Regions from separate parts of the Xenopus laevis genome. Here region 2 is linked to region 1. A link is a contact called in public Hi-C data. All regions are on one chromosome and are shown on one strand. Each heading gives the region's core, a stretch centred on a gene start, on an enhancer-like site or on the middle of the called end of the contact. The rest is flanking DNA. Distances are from core to core; before and after follow the strand shown.

Region 1 (5,240 bases), core at 60-2,559:
TCCAACCAGAGAGGTATTTGGGCAGGTAGCGCGTACCTGGGGAAAGTAAGAACTCATGGGGGAAATGGACCTTGAGTGTCTTTATCCAACCAGAGTGGAGTGTGGGACTTTGCCTGGTTATGACAGGGTCGGACTTTCCACACTGGTTCCCAAGGGTAGGGGTGTTACTGATATTGTGTGATAATTTAGTCTATTGTTAATAATGCATAGCTGGAAAACCAGGGACTAGCTATTATTGCTGCTGAAACACTAAACTTATTTCCTGTCAAGTGCATCAGATGATTATTTGCTTCTCTCTTAAAATATCGCAAAATAATTGGGGATTTCCATACAGTTATTTGCACTGCGTCAAATTGGCTTGTCTATCCAAGCCTAAATATGTGTTAACATATTAAAATTAATAAGATACATCTGTCAAGTTGCTTTTATGGAAACTTGTTGTCTGGGAGATTGTAATGCATAATACTAGCTGAACTTTGACTTCTTGCGTCTTGCTTATCATGCCTACAGTCTCTAAAAATACTTGCCGCTTAATCCATTAGAATAGGTCCCAACAGGGCATGGAGAACAAGCAGATGTCCCATTGCTAAAATATCCTGGATTGCAAGGAGGACAGTCTTCTTTATTCCCAGAAGCAGGAAGCTTGATTGAAGCAGGAAGCTCTTCTCGACAAATCTTTGGCTCTATCCATTTATATATTACTTGAGTCTGAAAACAGCCCAAATGAAACATTCAACACATTCAAACACTCAAAACTCACTATGGTAGACCAAATAAGCAAAAACATTATTGTATCTCTTCAAAGCTCATGGGATAAGAACTAAATAGAGCAACCTAGTTAGTGGTGAAAGCATTACAAAGACAGCTCTATTGCTAAAGTTGCTAGTTTTTATTTAATATTTCACCTAGTGATCAATGGCTATGGCTAAGTCTAGAGTAAGTATAAGGTTTTTAATTATTTAGCAGTATTGGCTGACTACAGATCCAGCCAGATCTAAATACTTGCAAGCTCATACAACACAAGCAATATAGCATCTTATAAACTACGTCTTTATGCTGGTAAAACAATCCAGGCAGCTGGATTAATTAGAAAATGCTGGGAATAATGCAGAAGAAGTTTTTTTTGACTGATATTATGCTTTCATAAATAAATGATCATTATAATTAAGAAATAATGATTTGATAAATCAAAAATTGCTAACAGAAAGCTAAAATTCCAATTCTAGAATTCCAATAAACATTTAGCCAGTAGAGGTCACTGTTGACTGGAATCACTAAAGAATTCTCACAATGCGCAATAAACTCCCCTTTCAAATTCCCCTATATAAGGCTGATGTATAGTGCAAGTAATTTTTCTTTTTGCTGCACCTGACCTTGCGTTCACTGTCACATGGTGTGTGAATCTGGAACAGATCTTTTTTTGTACATGGAGGACGCTCTTCGCATTTGCTTGCTCCTTCCTCTGAAATAAAAGAGTAATGTCTAAGGAGTCCATTTACTTACAATAACATTTTACATTTTTTTTCGAATCTCTAAAAATGTGTGGCTTTTTAATTTTTTTTAAAAAGCTCTAAGAATGTAGAAAATTAAGTTTAAAAATCACCAATACAAAACTTCAGGTAAAAGTTGTCCAAGTCCTATAGAAGTCAATGGGAGCTGCGCTGATTCTATTGGACCACTTTAAATCAAGTCAGACTTTTAGAGGTTTTCAGATTTTTTTTCGCTAAGAATTGTCACAAAAACTTGAATTTTTAGAGGTTTCCAATGTATTCATATTTTAGCAAATCATTCAGCGTAATTTTCTGTTCATACTTTTTTATTAGGATTTTTTAATAAATCTCATAACATTAAGGGGCCGATTCACTAACTTCGAGTGAAGGATTCGAAGGTAAAAAACTTTCGAATTTTGAAGTTTTTTTTGGGCTACTTCGACCATCGAATGGGCTACTTCGACCTTCGACTACGACTACGACTTCGAATCGAAGGATTCGTAGTATAAATCGTTTGACTATTCGACCATTCGTTAGTCGAAGTACTGTCTCTTTAAAAAAAACTTCGACCCCCTAGTTCGCCATCTAAAAGCTACCGAAGTCAATGTTAGCCTATGGGGAAGGTCCCCATAGGCTTGCCTAACTTTTTTGGATCGAAGGATATTCCTTCGATCGTTGGATTAAAAACCTTCGAATTTAATTCCTAGTCGAATATCGAGGGTTAATTAACCCTCGATATTCGACCCTTAGTGAATCGGCCCCTAATAGTTTGAGGGCAGGACTCCACGGACGATTCCGCTGCGATCCAACGAGCTGCGCAATAACGCAGACGTCACATCCCCTAAATCTAGTGTCTCCAGTGAAATGTTGCCTGCAGCCATCTCAATTAGCAGTGCCAAAGTTTACAAATAACCTGTGTGCTGTTCTCAACACTTTCCAACTATATGTTATTGTAATTCCTTTTAAATAAATTTTTCTTCCAAAGCTTTAGTAAACTGCCAATGCCAACATCAAAATACATTTACCATAAAAGTAAATAGAATACTGAAACTTGATAACTGGGTTCCTTAAAGTCTGATTTAGAGCAGCTCTTTGCAATCAGAATTAAAAATAACATTTAGAAGGTATTATTGCCAATCCTTTTGTATCTAAGGTTTAGATAGCGACAATCACAAAGTTAAGCTTTATTGTGCCTAGTGTGACTGTAGGATTATGGGTCAATTATCATGCATAAAATATGCACACTCCTATGGGTGTTGGTGAATACCATCAGATAAGATTTTTTTAAACAGAGCACAGTTTAGCAATCTGACCTTTCACTTCGATCAGGCTTAAAAAAAAAACCACAGAGACTGGTTCTACAACTAGTCAAGAACACATCGTTGCAGTCTGTCATGTTTTCGGGCTACTTAGTGCACTTTAACTGCAGAAGCACAGGCATGGCACAGGCATGACATTTTTCTTGGACCACAACAGCACTGCATTCACCAAGCAGCTAAAAATATGTCAGTCTGCTGGCACACTTTGAAAATCTTACAGGGACACAGGGGCAAATTCACTAAGATGTGAAGCACCGAACGCTAGCGTTAATTCGCTAGCATTTGGCATTTTCGCTACTGCGCAAATTCACTAACGAACGCTGGCGTAGTTTCGCTAGTGTTACTTCGCAACCTTACGCCAGGCAAAGTTTCGCTAGCGACGAAACTACGCAAATTCACTAACTTGCGCAGTGTACTGAACGCTACCTTTTACGCTAGACTTCCTTCGCCACCTCATTCCTGGCGAAGCGCAATAGAGTAGATAGGGATTGTTTCAAAAAAAGTCAATTTTTTTTCTAAGTCCCAAAAAAACGCTGCCGTGTTTTTTACATGATGGCTGATAGGCTGAAAAAGATCGAAAATTTTTTGGGGTTCCCCTTCCTCCCCCCTACATTTCCTGACTCATGGCAACTTACCTAGACAGTGGGCACATGTGTAGGACAAAATAAAATTTTTATTTGCAGATTTGAAGGTTTTCTAGGCATTTGTAGTGCAGATACGTGTTCCTCCATTGAAATTTGAATTTCGCGCCGTATGCAAATTAGCCTTCGCTAGCGTAACTTCGCTTTATATAGCAAATCAACGCTAGCGCAACTTCGCAACCTTACGCTACCCCTGTGCGCAACTTCGGATTTTAGTGAATTTGCGGAGCCCTGGCGAAACTACGCCTGGCAAAGTGCGGCGAAGTGCGGCGAAGTTGCGCCTGGCGCAACTTCGCATCTTAGTGAATTTGCCCCACAGTGTTTAGGGCCCATTAGGGAGGTGGAGCAGTAAATAAAGGAGGAAGGCCAGTAAAGGATTCGTACAATTTTCGGACCGTGTGTGGAGAGTCCTGACATTTTTCATCCGGCAGAGATCGATCGGACAGGTTTGATTTTATCCTGACCGATCCCACCGGAGCCCATTGTGCTCTCATCGTTATCTGATCGTTCGGCCATAGGGCCGAACATTCAGATTACCCCCGATATAACCATGCCCGTTAGTGGCATATCAGGGAAAGATTGGCTTGTTTGGCAATGTCACCAAACGAGCCGATCTTTTCGTCTATGGCCACCTTAAGAGTACATATATTTATTTCCTGGAACTATAGCACAGTGACTGCAGGAAACCTGAATACTGCTGACATGAGTCATACAACACACATGAGTCAAATGCTTAAGTGATATCCAAAATGCCTAACATGTAAAAAGGTTTCTTTCCTGTCAGTACCAGTTGTACACATGGAACTATGTATAAGGATTGTCATCTACTAAAATGAAGTCCTTGAAAACAGTGCATACGAATAGAGCATTTTTACACCCTCAGTTTGGGAACAGAATTTACAAGCAAGAGAAAAGTTACACCTACCCGAATATTCTTTTTCCTCAAAACATTTTATGCACTCTTTTGCTTGTCTGTCTGAATATGTGTTTCTGGGGCAAATTTTACAAGAAGAAGATCCGGCTTCATCACTGTATGTTCCAGGCTTGCAAGGAAAACACTCAGATGTATATGCAACCCCTAAAAGTAACAGTTTATATATGTTAGAAACAAAATGGTGCTGGGATATTTTCTCTTACACTAGGACTAGGGTACAAATGAGGTCTAATACTAGATAAGAGCCAAAAATTAGTGCAAAAATGATGCCATACATAAAGTATTTGCATCACAAAACACTCATCGATAACCAATAAGCCCTATTTTAGTGCATGAGACACAAGGCGTACTTTACACATGACTTGAGTAAAAGCCCTCCTCATCCCTTGAAGACAAATATTTTTACCTCCAATGCCACATTAATACACATACTCTATGTAGCAGGCAATATATCTGATAATACATCTGTAAAAAGGGTCTTAAAGTGGTAGTTCAACTTTAATTAAATGTCCCCTTCTTAGCAACTACATTTTTTCAATATTTGCTTTGTTTTCTGCCTTTTTTCATCTTTAAAATGGGGGTCACTGACATTGGCAGCCACAACAACAAAAAATATTGCATTTAAGTCATAACTGCAAATATTGGATCATTTTAGGATAGTCCTAACTTTAGTATATTATAGAATGCCATATTCTTAGTTTATGTGCTTCCATCTGCCTGCCCCTCACCAATACAATGTTGACTAACACAGTCAGCGATGTTTCAGTTGGGGAAGCCACATGTCTCTGCACTCCCAAAAGGACAGCAGAGACAAGCAGCAGTACTAGAAAGGCAGAATGTAGTATGCAAAATGCAG
Region 2 (5,978 bases), core at 1,850-4,349, 85 kb after region 1:
TGCATTTGTAAATGGTAGAAAAATCAGAAGAATCTACCTTTAAGGGGTGGTTCACCTTCAGGTTAACTTTTACTAAGTTATAGAATAGCCAATTCTAAGCAACTTTTCAATCGGTCTTCATTATTTATTTATAGTTTTTTAAATATTTACCTTCTTCTCCTGACTCTTTCCAGCTTTCAAAAGGGGGTCACTGACCCCCTCTGAAAACAATTCCTTTCTAAAGTTACACATTCATTGTTATTGCTACTTTTTATTTCTGATATTTCTGTTCCGACCCTCCCCTATTAATATTCCATATTCTCATTCAAATCGATGCATGGTTGCTAGAGTACTTTGGACCCTAGCAAACAGATGGCTGACACCGCAAACTAGAGAGCTGCTGAATAAAAGCTAAATAAAAAAAAACATAAATAATAAAAAATGAAAACCAATTGCAAATTATCTCATAATATCCCTCTCTACATCATACTAAAAGTTAACTCAAAGGTGAACAACCCCTTTAAGCACACTTACCCTTGCTGAGGTCTCCCCAAACAAAGGTCTGTTGTCTATGCCCCCAGTTCCATAGGTTCTGGTGGTGTAGTCCTCCATGATAAACGGACTGGCTTCTTCAGTCATTAACCTAAGCTGTCTGTGTGAGGATCTACCAAACAGCAGGAAAGTAGGCACCTTTAGAAGACGGCATGGATTGTTTGATCGTGGACTATTCACACTTGAAGTGCCAGTCTGGGGCTTGGAAGAGAAATCTTCAGTTCATGGTGAGCTTCTTCCTGTAAAAACACATTATGTAAAGAAATGAAGCTTTCCCTGGCTGACAGAAAGGTGTGGCTACATGAAAGGTGTAATACAATCATTTAGTCACATTCTTCACAGAGAGAGCTGCCTTGCCAAATTAAAAGTGTGTTTGCCAGTTACAATTTACTTGTAGTGGGTGACTTTGTAATATTGACTATTCCATGACATGGAACTATTTCATAACCTTTTATGTGCTTAAAGGAGAACTAAACCTTAAAGATGAATGTGGCTAAACATGCCATATTTTATATACTGAACCTATTTCACCAGTCTAAAGTTTTCAGCAACAATGATCTAGGACAAACTTTTCACAGGGGGCCACCATCTTGGAAAAAGTGTCTGTGACACTCACATGCTCAGTGGGCTCTGAGCAGCAAAGCTTAGGTGTCATTGCAAATTATCAAGCAGAAAATGAGGTTTGTCTGTAATATAAGCTGATGCTACAAGGCTGATTATTAAATTCTGATGCTAGTTGCACTGGTTTCTTTGCTGTCATGTAGTAATTATCTGTATTAATTACTAATCAGCCGTATATTGTGACATTTATATTCTATGTGTACTGTATATTGTGAGTAGGTCCCTAAGTTCAGTAAGTGACAGCAGCACAGAGTATGTGCAGGGAATCAACAGAAAAGAAGATGAGGAGCTACTTGGGCATCTTAGGAGACACAGATCTTTTATGCTAAAGGGCTGTGGTTGCCTTGGGCTGGTACAGAAGCACAAAACATCATGTACCACATTTCTAGCTATTTCTTTAGTTAGGCTTTAGTTCTCCTTTAAAGGGGTTGTTCACCTTCCGACAATTTTTTTTCAGTTCAGTTAGTTTGATCGTTCACCAAAAATAGCGACTTTCAATTTTCTAATTTGTGAACATTTTTCTAATATTGAAGTTTAAAATTGGATGTTTCACCTTCTTATGTCTTTATGAAGCAGCTCTGGGAGGCGGGATCACTGACGTTGTAAACTGGTCTAAATGGATACATTTTAAATGGATACATTTAGTTGATACATTTCTTATCTTTGTCCCTGCTGAGCAGAATCTCTGGGTTTCATTACAGGCAGCTGTTAGACTTGATACAATAGTTGCTAATACTCCAGAGATACTGCTGAGAAATGTATCAACTAATGTAGCAAAACTGTAACAGTTTACAGTCTGCACCTGAATTGTTGAGCTGCCAAACACCAGAAACAGGGACATTAAACTATAAACTTCAATTTTGGAAAAATGGTAAAAAGTAAAACATGGAAAGCAATTGAATAAAAGTATTTATTTCTGGTAAAAAATTAAAAAAAACAAATGAACCTAAAAATGTGCTTGGCAGGTCACTAACCCTTGTAACAATTATTGTATCAATTCTAACAGCTGCCTATAATGAAACCCAGAGATTCTGCTCAGCAGGGACAAAGATACAAAATGGATCAACTAAATGTATCCATTTAGAACAGTTTACAGGGTCGGCGACCCCCCTTCCAGAGCTGCTTCAGAAGGTGAAATATTACACTTGACACTTCAATTTTAGAAAACCGGTGACACATAGAAAATAGAAAGTCATTGTTAAAAAGTAATTATTTCTGGTAATTTATCTGAAAACAACTGGTTGTTTGAAGGTGAACAAGCCCTGTAAGAAAAAGAAACAGTGCAGATACTTTGTGTAGTACAATTTATGGGGCTACTTTTCTTTTAAAATGTTGCCCATACTTTCCTGCTATTTGTGAGACTTTCACACTCCTGTTACTGCACAATACTGTGAGGCACAGTCAATAAACACTCGTACCTCTCACCAGGCATGGCCTCTCCTACTCCCAGCAATACTAGGCAGTTACTTGTAGTTTACCAACTGCTGCACACTCACAGTTTGCTCATAATAAAGGCAAAAAGAGAAATCCTAATGCTACAAACAACACGCTTACATAAAGCAAATGCAAAGAGCTGCACTAGCCCAGAAGCAGCATGAGACTAATACAGGCTCATTTAGATATATCTATATAGAGGATTACTAAGAAGCATCAAACGAAATGTAGAACAGCCCTAGTAATAAAGTTGCTACGTATAGATAGCAGCACATTATAGAGCCTATAAATGCTGCATAAAGTCAACTCTAACGCTAAGAAAGAGGCCGGAGGGACATATAAAATCGCATTTCCTCTTACGCGCTCGCGTATTCAGTCTGTGTCTATGCATATTATTCCTCCTCTTGCAGTTGGACTAGAAACGGCAGTAAATCATTATCATCAGTGTGTGAGAGCAAACAATATGCATCCCAGCTTGGAACGCATCCACTTCCACCTTCAGCAAATCCCGCGATTGCTCACGTACATTTTACGATAGGCGCGCCATCTAGCGACAGGAGGGGGGAATTGCTGTACCTAAACGGATTTGGCTTAGTACATATCATTGACTTGTCTGACAACAAGGGAAAATCATTTGCAGTTATCACCACCCCCCCCCACATTTTACAAATACACCTTGATGCCAACTACATCTTATTGCAAGGAGTAATGTCGGGTCTTCTCCGCAACCACATGACCCAGAAAACTGTTGTCCATAGAAAATGGTTGCCACCTGTTCAGTTTTGACCAGAACAGTTTGGTTTTTCTAAGACCTGTTCGGGTCTCAACTTTTTGTTGGGTTTTCAGCCTTGTGAAACCGGAAAAATAATCTGTCCGATAAATAAAAACATTTAAATACTAAGGTTCTCACCTTAACATGACTTAGTTATTATTAACATTTATTTATGTAGCGCCAGCATACTTCGCAGCGCTGTACTACCTGCAGAGAAGTCATCACAGTCAGTGGAATTCTTATTTGGAAAGTGAAGTATTAATACTTTATTTAATATATCATTTATCATCCATTCTACTTGATTTGAATGATTGCCCATTTAGTTTTTAAAAAAAAAAATACACAAAACACAGCCAACTGCTTCTAGGTTCATTAGTTCTCAAATCTTACTGGGAATTAAAAAGAATTTATATTACAAATATTTGGCACTTGCTTGTGGACACAAATAAAGCTTCGGCAAGACCCAAAGCAGCATTGATAGAGATCCTGCAGTCGGATCCTTGTCCAATCGGAAATCACAAAAAGTGCAAACCCCGAGCCTTATTCGAATTTCTTTTATACTGTGTCCCGTTTACTGTCAATGCACCCGACCCAATTATGGTCCAGCGTCAGAGACCTGAGCAGTTTCCCTGAAATCTAAAAAGAAAAAAAAAAAAAACCTGCAAAAAAATCTCCATGAGAATCAAGTGCAATTCCTTTGCGTTTATACGAGGAACGGCTCTTTACGCCACTAATTTAATTGTCTCCTGTCCTTTTTGAAAAATAATAAAAAAAAGCTACGTTAACTTAAAATGTGAATATGAAGTTTAAACACACATATGCTATACAACAAGCCAATGCCTGGGAAAGAAGCGGCATCGATATATAAACTATATATATATATATATATTATAATATAGAAATATATTATAATATATGTTCTTTTTCCAGCACTTGGGTCAACAGAAAAGGGTGTTGTGGTAAAGTAAGCAAGCTCAGTTATTCCCTGTTGGAATATATCACACTGGGAGGGGGGGTGAATAATATTACCCACAACCTCTGTGAATTGTTTTGCCAAACACATTAAAGGGGTTGTTGCCCTTTAAAGAGGGTTGTTGCCCTTTAAGTCAACTTTTTGTAGGATGCAGACAGTGGCAGTTTTGCATTTGGTTTTAAATATTTTTTTTTTTTTAAGCTTTTTTGTTCAGCAACCCTCCAGTTTGCTATGCCATCAGTTATTTGGTTGCTAGGGTCCGACTTGCTGTAGCAACTAAGCAGAGGATAAAAGGGGAGACGAGAATATTAATAGGAGAGGGTTAACTACCCCTTTAATACTGTTAGTACAGTTGCACAGTTCCTACCCCTCCCTAAAAGATTAACCACTGTGTATTAAAGGGGTTGTTCACCTTTAAATTAACTGTTAGTATGATGTAGAGAGTGATATTCTGAGACAATTTGTAATTGGTTTTCATTTTTTATTATTTGTGTTTTTTGAGTTATTTAGCTATTTATTCAGTGGCTCTCCAGTTTGCAATTTCAGCCATCTGGTTGTTAGGGTCCTGCTTACCCTAGCAACCATGCATTGATTCGAATAAGAGACTGGAATATGAATAGGAGAGGCCTGATGAGTAATAAAAATTAGCAATAATAATAATAAATGTGTAGCCTTACAGAGCATTTGTTTTTTAGATGGGGTCAGTGACTCCCATTTGAGAGCTGGAAAGAGTCCAAAGAAGAAGGCAAATCATTTAAAAATTGTAAAAAATAAATAATGAAGACCAATGTAAAAGTTGCATTTTACATTCTATTCTATAACATACTTAAAGTTCTCTTAAAGGCGATCCACCCCTTTGTAACAAGCGCCCGACGCATACGCTGTTCCTAAGAATATAGGTATATAAGCGGTTACCTTGTGAATTTCAGAACGGTTTGGTAACGGAATCAAAGCTTTTCGGCTTAATGCTGTGAAGACAATGAATGAAGCAAAATGAATGCGTGTTCAGTTTAATTCAGCAATACTAGAATAACCGACACTTAACAAGCCTGCAAATTGCCGGCTCACGATCAAAGGTCCCGCGATTGTTTGATGACTAAGAAATCATTTTCTGTTCCGCTTCATTTCTCAGACTAGAGGTAAATATTAGAGGTACCCGAGATATAGCCGTTGCTTAACTGTAGCGTCTTTGTGGTTACATTTTCAAAAATTAATACAGTGCTGTTATTTTCTTCTATCATTACAGAAACAAAAAAAGCCCATCATAGTTACATAGTTGGATTGAAAAAAGACCTATGTCCATTCAATGAATTAATCAAAAATACAATTTTTTTTCTAAATTAGCATTTCTGCATTGAAGATCTTTCTTGATAAGTGATTTCTGTATAATAGATCCCATACGTGTAATTAGAAGTTTGGGCTTACTCATCAGGCAGAATATAGATAATGAAAGGGTTGTCACCTCTGTAGTTTGAACTAGACATCTCAGTTTTTCAAAGGGTTGTACCGCGACCTTCTGCCCAAAGACTTTGCATACCATTGTGCCCCTTTGCCTGTTCAGAACCCCTCGCCTTGCACCTTTCGTTATAAGACCTGGCGGCACCTGAGTAGCTGAGGGCTCCTCCCGAGGCCAAAGGCGGCTGCTAC

Evidence for each region. Hi-C and Micro-C count contacts between places; a contact is called where the count stands out from the background.
Region 2: a contact with region 1 is called in a Hi-C map of the XL177 cell line, with 2.2 times the contacts expected there. The contact joins the promoter of tmem243.L here to the enhancer-like site in region 1. A contact is called at or near these places in 3 of 4 Hi-C or Micro-C datasets (the XL177 cell line, the XTC cell line and animal cap).

The regions. Positions count from the first base shown.
Region 1 is chr3L:87,044,697-87,049,936 of Xenopus_laevis_v10.1, forward strand. It overlaps elapor2.L (endosome-lysosome associated apoptosis and autophagy regulator family member 2 L homeolog), which reads right to left. Exons shown (of 18, transcript NM_001093278.1): 7 at 4,376-4,528; 8 at 1,374-1,462; 9 at 528-708. Among protein-coding and RNA genes, the nearest start is that of elapor2.L, 24 kb to the right of the region's middle. Within about 2 kb of position 1,310, at least 1 of the 7 cell types and tissues checked has an H3K27ac peak or open chromatin away from gene starts, as enhancers often do.
Region 2 is chr3L:87,127,691-87,133,668 of Xenopus_laevis_v10.1, forward strand. It overlaps tmem243.L (transmembrane protein 243), which reads right to left and starts at 3,100. Exons shown (of 5, transcript XM_018252708.2): 1 at 2,947-3,100; 2 at 514-770. The coding sequence starts at 618.